2 separate regions of the Rattus norvegicus genome follow, and region 2 is linked to region 1. The links are chromatin contacts, called in public HiChIP or PLAC-seq maps. All regions are on one chromosome and are shown on one strand. The core of a region is the stretch at or near the end of the contact, and the rest is flanking DNA. Distances in the headings are between cores, read along the strand shown. Region 1 holds the start of Eif4b (eukaryotic translation initiation factor 4B). Region 2 holds the start of Csad (cysteine sulfinic acid decarboxylase).

What was found. HiChIP or PLAC-seq counts read pairs in DNA pulled down with a chosen protein or histone mark.
Region 2: a contact with region 1 is called in an H3K27ac HiChIP or PLAC-seq map of oligodendrocytes, with 2.2 times the contacts expected there. The contact joins the promoter of Csad here to the promoter of Eif4b in region 1. A contact is called at or near these places in 1 of 12 Hi-C or Micro-C datasets (hepatocytes) and 1 of 1 datasets of contacts at active chromatin or transcription factors (oligodendrocytes).

The regions. Positions count from the first base shown.
Region 1 is chr7:135,083,306-135,088,012 of GRCr8, forward strand. Eif4b (eukaryotic translation initiation factor 4B) reads left to right here and starts at 1,954. Exons shown (of 15, transcript NM_001008324.2): 1 at 1,954-1,979. The coding sequence starts at 1,967.
Region 2 is chr7:135,213,295-135,218,080 of GRCr8, forward strand. Csad (cysteine sulfinic acid decarboxylase) reads right to left here and starts at 2,287. Exons shown (of 16, transcript NM_021750.3): 1 at 2,243-2,287. It overlaps Znf740 (zinc finger protein 740), which reads left to right and starts at 2,344. Exons shown (of 6, transcript XM_063264458.1): 1 at 2,344-2,481; 2 at 3,251-3,773. The coding sequence starts at 3,765.

The DNA of each region.
Region 1 (4,707 bases), core at 704-3,203:
GAGAGACCCTGTCTCTCAAAAAAAAAAAAAAAAAAAGTCTTATTTTGTCCATGTCAATGCGGTCAATGTTTCTCAACAACTGTTCAGACCTCTCCTTCAGGAAAACGTGTGTGGCAGCCATGTACTAGGTGCATTGCAGTAGACAAAGCCTTAGGCAAGAAACCTGGTTAGGAAGTTAATACAGTGGTCAGGCTGAAAGACACTGGGGAAAAGCAATAGAAAACTAGAGAAGAGGGATTGGGTACCAGGGCTATTGAATCTTGACAAATGATCTCGTCTCTTGTAACCCAGGCTGACCTTCACTTGTTTTGTAGCCAAAGGTAGCCTTCAATCTATCTCAATCTTTATATCTCAATCTACCAAGCACTGGGATTACAAATTTGTATGTGGTGCTCCACACACAGCTAAGCAATTTATGTTCTGTTGTCTTGTTTTGGTTTTCTTTGGTTGGTTTTGGGGTTATTTTTGTTTTGTTTAGTTTTGTTTTGAGACAGGGTCTTAGTGTGTATAGCCTTGGCTAACTTGGAACTGGATATAAAGGACCAGATTAGCCTCAAACTCTCTCTATATAGAGATTTGCCTTTGTCTTCCAAGTGTAAGAATTAAAGGTATTTGTCAACTAGGAATGGTAGTGAATACTGTTAATCCCAGTGCTCAGGAGGCAGAGGCAGGTGGATCTTTGTGAGTTTTTAGTCTTGCCTGGTCTACATAGTGAGTTCCAGGACAACCAGGGCTATGTAGAGAGACCCTGTTTCAAAACACCAAAATAAATATAAATAAATAAATTAAGGGTTTGTGCCACCATGCCTGTTTCTGCAAATAATTCTTAAATGTATATTTATTTTTATTTTATGTGCATTGCTGTTTTGCTTCGTGTATGTCTGTATGATGGTGTCAGATCCTCTGGAAATGGAGTTAACAGTTGTGAGCTGCCACATGGGTGCTGGGAATTGAACCCAGGTCTTCTGGAAGAGCAGTCAGTGCTCTTAACCTTTGAGCCCTTACAACCACCATGCAAATTTATTTTAATAATAAATTTCTGATCTAGGAGAACTATCAAAAATACCTGTTTGTTTTTTATGACAATGCTTTAGGGTGATTAAAAAATTTTAGGAGCTGGAATTATGGCTCAGTGGCTAAGAATGTTCCCTGTTTTTGTAGAAGAGCAGGCATCTGGAGTTGTACCCAACTACCTTTTACACTATTATCCTATTTACCTGTATTGTTTATCATTTGTAATATTTTATTCAAGGAGGTTTTATTCCCTTTATTTATTCCACAAATGTCTGTAAAACAGCGCCTGGCACATGGTTGGTGCTCAGTAGTTTCACTTTGTGAAATATAATAAAAATGAGGCACTCGCTGGAAGAAATGTGTCTAGCACTAGGTGCTGGACCTTGTCAATCAATTGGGAGGGTTAAATGAGGCAAAAGCCCATGGCTGTAACTGTTCAAATGTTATCTTCTTAATTTGAACCCATTCTAGAGAACGTTGGATTTGCTTTGCCTTTACAAAAAGTTGATTTAAAAAGAAACTTAGAATCTTCCCTTTGAAAAAATCAATTGTGGCACACCCATTCTAGAATCCAAGCCCACTCGGTTCCATAGAATCAGCAAGTGCGGCCCCGCCCTTCGCGCCTACCCAGCACCCAGAAGTCTGTGCGCCAGGAGACCCCGCCCCGGGCACAGATCGGACTTGACGGCCGCGCCGGGCCCAACGTAAAGCAAAGGGTTTCGCGACAGCTCAGACTCCACCCCTTCGGCCACATGTCGCGCAGGTCTTCCCGTCGGACGCCGCGCCACCTCCTCGCGCTGCTTTACGAACCTAGCGCGGCGGCGCCCCGCCTCCTGCCTCCGTCCTCAGCTCCCCGCCCCCTCCTGGTTTCGCGTCTCCAAGCCCGTCGCGCCCGCTATAATCACGTGATTGCCTCATCCGGGTCCTTTGCGTTCTCTCTCCCTCTCCCAACATGGCGGCCTCAGGTGAGTGAGCGGCCGAGCGTGGCCAAAGACCAGGCTCGGAAACAGCCTCCGGGCTTGGTCCGCTCCTTGCTGGAAGTGGGGGGCAGGAGGCACCGGCTCCTTTCGGACCTGGGGGCTGCGGCAGGCTGGCGGCATGGCCGCTTTAGGTTACCACCTCGGGATGTTTAGGGGGAGGGGAAGCCTTCCCCTCCCCCTCACACCCTTTTCACCCCGTTGCGCGAGGTTGGAGTAGGCAGTAATGGTGGACTCTGCCTTCAATTGGAGAAGGTAGCACAGAAAGATGTGCGGGAGGCGCGAGGCTCTCATAGACGTGAAGCACTGCGCCCGCGCCTAGGCGCGGATGAAGGAAGGAGGCGGTTGGCGCGCGGACCGGAACACATTAGACCGGGTCTCCAAGGCGCGAGGCCGTTGCGGACCTTAGTGGGGGCAGGGGTGGGGGGGCAGTTGGAACGCGAACGCGAAGCCGTGGAGGGGCAGAGGAAAGCAGCGGTGCGCGTGCGCGGCACGGGAGACGAGACGAGACGAGGCGAGGTGGAGAAGGCGCGCCTCTGAAGCATGCGCTGCTGGACTCCAGATGGGAAGCCTGGATGGACCTGGGCTTCGCTCATTTATGACCTTGTACTTTAAGCTGTAGTTGGTTTTGGAGCATGGCTTGGCCGCTGTACTCCAAGCGAATGCGTATTAGGTTTGGCCCTACTATAGTTGGGGGTACGGAACCCAGTGTGCGCCCACGTGTTAGGGAGGAGCTGCGGGGATGGACACCTAGAATCTCCTGTACCTTTTTCTTTCCACTTCTGATTCAACCAGCAGTTTTTGCTGAGTACAGACTATATGCCAGGCAGAGGTGGGGAATGAGATCGGGGCATTGCATTATATAGAGCTTCCATTTTGGGGAGTTTTAGTGTCAGAATTCAGCTTTTGCCATTTTCCCAGATAACTGGGAAACTTCCAAAAGGTCTTATCAAAAATAGTAGCAAGGAGTTCTGTGATTGTTTTGTGTTTGTTTGGTTTTTTTTTTTTTTTTTTTTTTGGTTTTGTTTTGCATTTACAGTGGACCTGTGTGAAAGCCAGTGGACTTTTAAACACCTAGTTTTAGTTTAGGAAATACTGGGTTTTGTTTTGTTTTATAGCATGACCTGTAAAAATGTACCTTTTGGATTGCTGTCTCTATGAGACACGGTCTCTATTATTTAGCTCTGACTGTCGTGGAACTAACCATGTAGACCAAGCTCTGCCTCCGGATTGTTGTGATTAAAGGCGTTTTTAACACCACGCCTGGCAACATTCAATATCTTAACCAGAAGTCTATCTTTTCTAATATTACAAGGAATTAAGGTTATGTCTTTGTGAAACTTTCTCGCTGAATTAAGATGCATTTGACCATAAGAACTTTATTTCCTCCCTCTGCATTGTTGCACATTGAACCAGAGCTTTGGGACATGCTGGGCAAGCACTCTAAGCTAAATCCCCAATCCTGGGTATAACAGCTTTTGTTAGTATAGCACTTAATTGAACAAGCCTGTGAGATCATGTAAAGAATTGGTGGTTTCTCCAGCTGAGGAAAAATTGCTCAAAGATTTGTTGAAGGTCACATTGTTTGCAGGTAGTACATCGGGGTTACAATCCTGGAAACTCCAGGCTTCTAGGCTCAGTACGATGGTAAGTTCTAAGTTGGGATTGTAGACAAAAAGTATCATCTCCAAATCACAAGAATGTGTTTTAATCAGTGAAAAAAAATTCCTTAGCCTACAGTTTAGTGTCTTAACTAAGTGAAAAGTCTAGATGAATTTCCCTCTTTTGAGATTCTTAGTGGTGGAGGACCTAGCTGAACTGGGGAGAAGGCCAGGGTTTGGGGCACTTGGTGCCAATGCTGTCAACCTGAGTTCAAAGAATCTATTGATGGAGGCAAGAGCAGGTTCCTCCTGCAAGTTGTCCTTTAACCAAACTATGTGCAGTTTCAAAAAAAAAAATTAGTTAAAAACAGAAAAAGACATCCTGGTAAGCTGTGTTTGGTTTTATCCTGTTGATTATGACCACTGGTTTACAAGGTTTCCCTAGTGGTGCCCCCTAGTGTTGTGCCCTTCACTTTCTCTTCAATAGATTGTCCTGTCCTCAGCTTCGCTTCAGTTCAGGAAATGCTGGTTGGTTTGTTACCTCAGCACAAGTTTACCTTACTTGGCCTTTAAAACGTTTGGAATTGACAATTCTTCTATTGAGTGGCCTCTGTTCCCAGAGTTGGGAAAGGGTCTCAGGTTTTCTCTGTAAAAATACCAGATACAACCTAATCAGTATTTGGTAAAGTGAAAACATATTTGCGACAATATCAGTTTCCATGTGACCCACTTGTGACTCTAGTTTGTTAACTTCTCAGAGCTGACAGATAAATGAGGATTCTTTAAATTTCTGGGAAACTTGAACCTAGGTAGGTAATTCTTAGTTGTGTCTTTAAAAGAAGACTTAAGTCTGTAAGGGTTTAGCTGAACAAGCTAGCTCACCTGTCATCCCAGTACTCAGGAGGTTGAGGCTGGAGAACTGACATAGTTCCAGGCTATCCTGGACAAGTGAGATCCTGCCTCCGAAAAAGGCCTTTTAGTTTTTATTGTGGCTATGTGAGTTTTAAAGTGAGCTACCTCAGTTTTCTTCATTTGTACAGTTTATCTGCAAGTAAGGAATTATATGCTTGATACACCTTGCTTTAAAATTGTAGCTAGTATGTATAAGCTGTGTC
Region 2 (4,786 bases), core at 1,037-3,536, 130 kb after region 1:
TATCTCACGTGGACTATCTGCTAGGTTTGAAACCCAATACTCCAGGGTGAGGCAGGGGGAACTTAGGAGACTTTGAAGCCAGCATGAGCTGCAGAATAAGAACCTATTCCAAACAAAAACAGAAAATAAAATATAGTGAACGGTACATTTTAGGTGATCAAAAAAAAAAAAAAAGGCACTGGGTTAAAAAGAAAGCACGAGGGGTTGGGGATTTAGCTCAGTGGTAGAGCGCTTGCCTAGCAAGCACAAGGCCCTGGGTTCAGTCCCCAGCTCAAAAAAAAAAAAAAAGAAAAAAAGAAAAAAAAATGAAAAAGCAAAAGAAAGCACGAACTCAGAAAGACTGTCTCATTGTACAGAGTTCACCAAACTGGTAAGACTTGGGGAATCGCTGAGTAGGAGAAAACTCAGTAGCTGAAAGCTTGTCGAGCGTGTGCCAGACCATGAATTCCAACTAGCCCCACTATCAAATATATACTAACAGGGACTCGGGTGATGGCTTAGCAGTTGAGAGCACTGGCTGCTCTTCCAGAGGACCCAGGTTCAACTCCCAGCTACCACATGGTGGCTCACACTGCCTGTTACTCCAGGTGGCTAAGCATCAGGAACTAGATTCTACACCCTCTTCTGGCCTCTAAGGGCGCCAGGCATTCAAGTGGTATACAGACAGACATGCAGGCAAAACAGACATATGCACATGAATGTTTTAAAAAAAAATAATACACAATAATAAGAAACGGTAATAAGAATGATTGTCCTCTGGGGTTGGGGATTTAGCTCAGTGGTAGAGCGCTTGCCTAGGAAGCGCAAGGCCCTGGGTTCGGTCCCCAGCTCCGAAAAAAAAAGAAAAAAAAAAAAAAAAAAAAAAAAAAGAACAAAAAAAAAAAAAAAGATCATTGAAGAATGATTGTCCTCGGGAGCTCGGTTAGAGGGAAAGATCATGTATTTTTCCATTCTGTGGACTGGCAGTGGGTTAGGCTGTCCTTTGATTTTTTAAAGATTGTGTATCTCTAGCTGGTAAAACTTGCTATGAATACCAGGTTGGCCTTGAACTCACGGGGATCTGCCTACTCTGCCTTTCAGGTGCTGGGATTAAAGATATTTGCCACACTCGCTCCCTTAAACTAGTGTTTAAAATCCTATGTTTGTTTACTATATGGCTATGTCCGTGAGTTCAAGAGCCTGTGCACACTCAGAAGTCAGAAGAGGGTGTTGTACGCCCTGCCTATCACTCTGCCTATTTCTTTAGAAGCAGGATCTCTCCCACAACCTGGGGCTCTAATTTTCTCAGTTAAGGTGGAAACCAGCAAGTCCCGGGTATCCTCCAGTCTCCACCTTCCTCGGAGCTGGGTTTACAGGAATGTTTCCATTAGCAGGCTTGTTACCTGGATAACAGAATCCAAACTCTGTCCTCAAGATTTCCCAGCAACCACTCTTAACAGCTAGGTCATCTCTTCAGGTCCCTAATTTGTTTTTAAAACATTCCTGGTGACATTTCTATTTATGTCAGCTTCAGAATGATTCTAAGAGAAATGGAACTTACTTTGGTGGTCTTAAATGTCCAGGTCTGTGGTTAGGAATCGACTCCTCTCTAATGCTAAAGTGGGGCAACACGGTGCAGGGCGGGCTCAATATTCTAAACGCGACCTGGCCCAGAGGACAACACGCACTTCCAAATCTCCAACAAGACTCGTCCACTGAAGGGGAAAAGGCTTTTTCTTGAAAGGAAGCCTAAGTTAGTTAAGTCACCTAGAATAGTCTGTCTCGGGTCACAAGACTGCAGGACCAGGGCACGTTTGCCTTGGGTATTTAGAGAACGTCTCTGAGACTCATATGCAGATTGTGGTTTAGTGTATACCGCAGGACTGTGCAATGGCTTAATTCTCCTCCCAGCTGACCTCAGTCTGCAGGTCTGCGCCCGACAGCTGCAAGCACCGGAAAGACAAACCTGACCAAGCTTAAAGAAAAGATCAGGGGTACGAACTGTTCCGACTTCTACCTGGGGCGACAGGAGAGGGACGGAGTTTCTGCGAGAACCAGCCAGCCCACCTAGCGAACCTTCTCAAAGAACATGCAGCGCCTAAAGGTTCCAGGCAAGCCTGGGAGCTGCCCTCAGTCAAGATGGCGGCCGGGGCGCGCGAGCGCCACGGCGCACGCGCCGCCCTTCGCACCACCCTCCTCCGGTCCTCCCTGCCGTCCCCCTCCCACTCGCCAGCTGCAACTCTCCGCGCGTCCCCAGCCTCACCCCTTTTCAGAGGCCCCCTCCTGTCGCGGCTCCCGAGCCCGGAAGTGGATGTGGCCGCTTGGCAAAGAGGGCGAGGGGGAGGGAGAAGTGCTTCCGGGGAAACGGGCCCCGGGTTGGTGTTTGTAAACTTGCCTCGGTCCCGGCGCGAGCAGCGGCGGCCGCGGGCTTGGCACGGGGCGCCTGGGGCCTGGAGGGGGCGCCGCGCGGCGGAGGAGACGGCGGGAGACCGCGCCGGACAGGTAGGCGCGCGCCGCGGGGAGGCAGCGTCGAGCGGGCGGACGAGCGGGCAGCAGCGCCTCAGCAGCTCGCAGGCCGTGGGGCGCCGCGCGCGAAGGGGGAGGGGAGCCAGGCGGAGGAGGGGCGCGCGGCGGAGGGAGGGGGCGCGAGGGGAGGGCCGCCGCCGCCCCGCCCCCCGCCGGGAGAGGGGGCTCGCCGGAGGATGGGGGGGTAGGCGCGGGCGCGAGCACGCGGGTCGCGCGCGGCTCGGCGCTCCCGCGCTGCGCTCCGGGTCCGCGCGCTGCGGCTGCCTGCAGAGCGCACACGCCCGCCCCCCACCTCCGCGGTGAATTTACGCACCTTCGGGGGAGCTCCGAGTGACGCTCACGTGCGGGCACTGCCAGCCACCTCGGTGCTCGGCGGAGGCCCCCGAGCTTCCTCCCACCACGGTTCTGCCCTCGTCTGTGGAGTGCCAGCTTTGCAGGCCGGCCCACTCCGCACAAAAGCCCCAAAGGGCCTCCGCCCCCTTCTTCCGTTCCTAAGATGGCAAATCCCAGCACTAACTCCGTTGGCAGATCCTCTCTATAGGAGGCCCAACTTACTTTTGCTCCTGTTGGCTGTTTGTTCTGGCCCAGAAGGCCAATTTCTTCTACTGACCTAGAAAGAAAGCTCTTGACTCATGTCCTCCTTTCGAGCTTCAGAACGTCCAGCAAAATAAGTTGAGAGAGCTTCTCTCGGTGTATGGCCTGAGGATGTTGCACCTGAGGGCCTCATCTCCCTTTCTGGTTTCAGGTTTCTGGACCAGACCTAGAGCTTCACCAAGAGAATTCGACTTGGAAACCAAGACTGGTAGACTCTCGTTTCTTCCGGCAAGAAGCAGAAGTCAGAGAGAGACTACGGATTTTTGGGACACCTGTTTTCCTTTTGGAGGACGCTAAGTTCTTTGGGAAGACAAGACAGTTCAGTATGGCAACAGAACTGAAAGAACAGGAGGGAGAGCCATTACTGTGATTTGGTGACAGTTCTTCAAACAACAGTGTCCTAAGGAAAATTGGATAAAGAATTTCTGAACTTGTTTTGGGTTCGTTAAGTGAGGAGTCAGCATGGCTCAGGTAAAAAGCTCTAGCGTCCTCCTTCAAGACCGTTCACTGGGAAGCCTGTTTGCAGTGTCACTCTTGAATTCTGCCTTAGTCAACAGTATTGGCCATCCCCAGTGAGCCGAGCTCTGTATTAAGCACCAGGGGGAGATCTAGAGGAAGGAAAGGAGACAGGCCACAGCCCCTGCCTTCAGGGAGCTTCCAGTCAAATGAAGGAGGTAGGCTATATACCACGTCACAGGCGCTGATGGGCCATTGGCAAAGCACCTTGTACCCGGTGTACTCTTGGTACATGAAGTACTCGGGCATAAGGGAGTGAATGGTCTGGTGAATGCTTCATTTGTTTTTTTTCTCCCCAACAGGAATTTTATTGAGCTCCTGTTACATGCAAGGCATTGTGCTTGGAGTACAAAGATGAATAAGATTGTCCTTGTCCCCCAGTAAGCTTCCAGGCTAGTTGGGGGGAGGGGGGATGACGGAAAGACAGTCTGTTATTTACTACTCTTATATTCATGGTGCCCTGCGAGATAGCTGGCTGGTACTAGAGACTCTCCGAGTCTGTTGATTAAAGGAGTTCATGGCGCTAGAAGGGTGTTGCTGCACGCCGGCACTTCTGCCTGGATGGGAAAAAGGAAGAGAAGCTTGCAGTTAGCACAGGATTTTGCTAGATAAACAGGAGGGCATTCAGACAGAGGGACTGTGTGGGCATGGGGTGCCACTGGCGGTCGGTGGGTAGTTAAGGAGCTAAAGGATTAGAGATGGGGGATCGTTAGGCAGGGTAGGTAATGAAGGAGGGGGTTTGTTTTCTGGAGGCGTCAGAGAGACAGGGAAGATAACGAAAGTGGGGAGTTGTTTCCTGGAGAAGTCAGCTGAGTGTGGCCCAAGGGTTTTTTGTGTCTTCCTAAGGAATTAGATGTTACTGTCCAGAGAGTGGGGACCTCCCCCCCCCTCAAAGCAATGTCGTTCAGAAGATAGCTGTCATTGTGAAGGTGGCAGATGGATTGATTGGAAGGACGAGATGACCAGAGGGACAGTTAGAGTCTTCTGAATGGATAGTCGTGCGCTTCTCTGAGCTTTCTTTGAGGAAAACCTCTACCAGTCTCACCAGGATGGCAGCCTGATTATAGTGGGATTGGCTTTCTTCCAAGTGCTGCAGCCTCTGGGCCTTTCCCTTTGTCTGTTTGCAGCTTACTCCACGGCATTCGCTGTGCTTACTGTTCTGAGGAGGTTG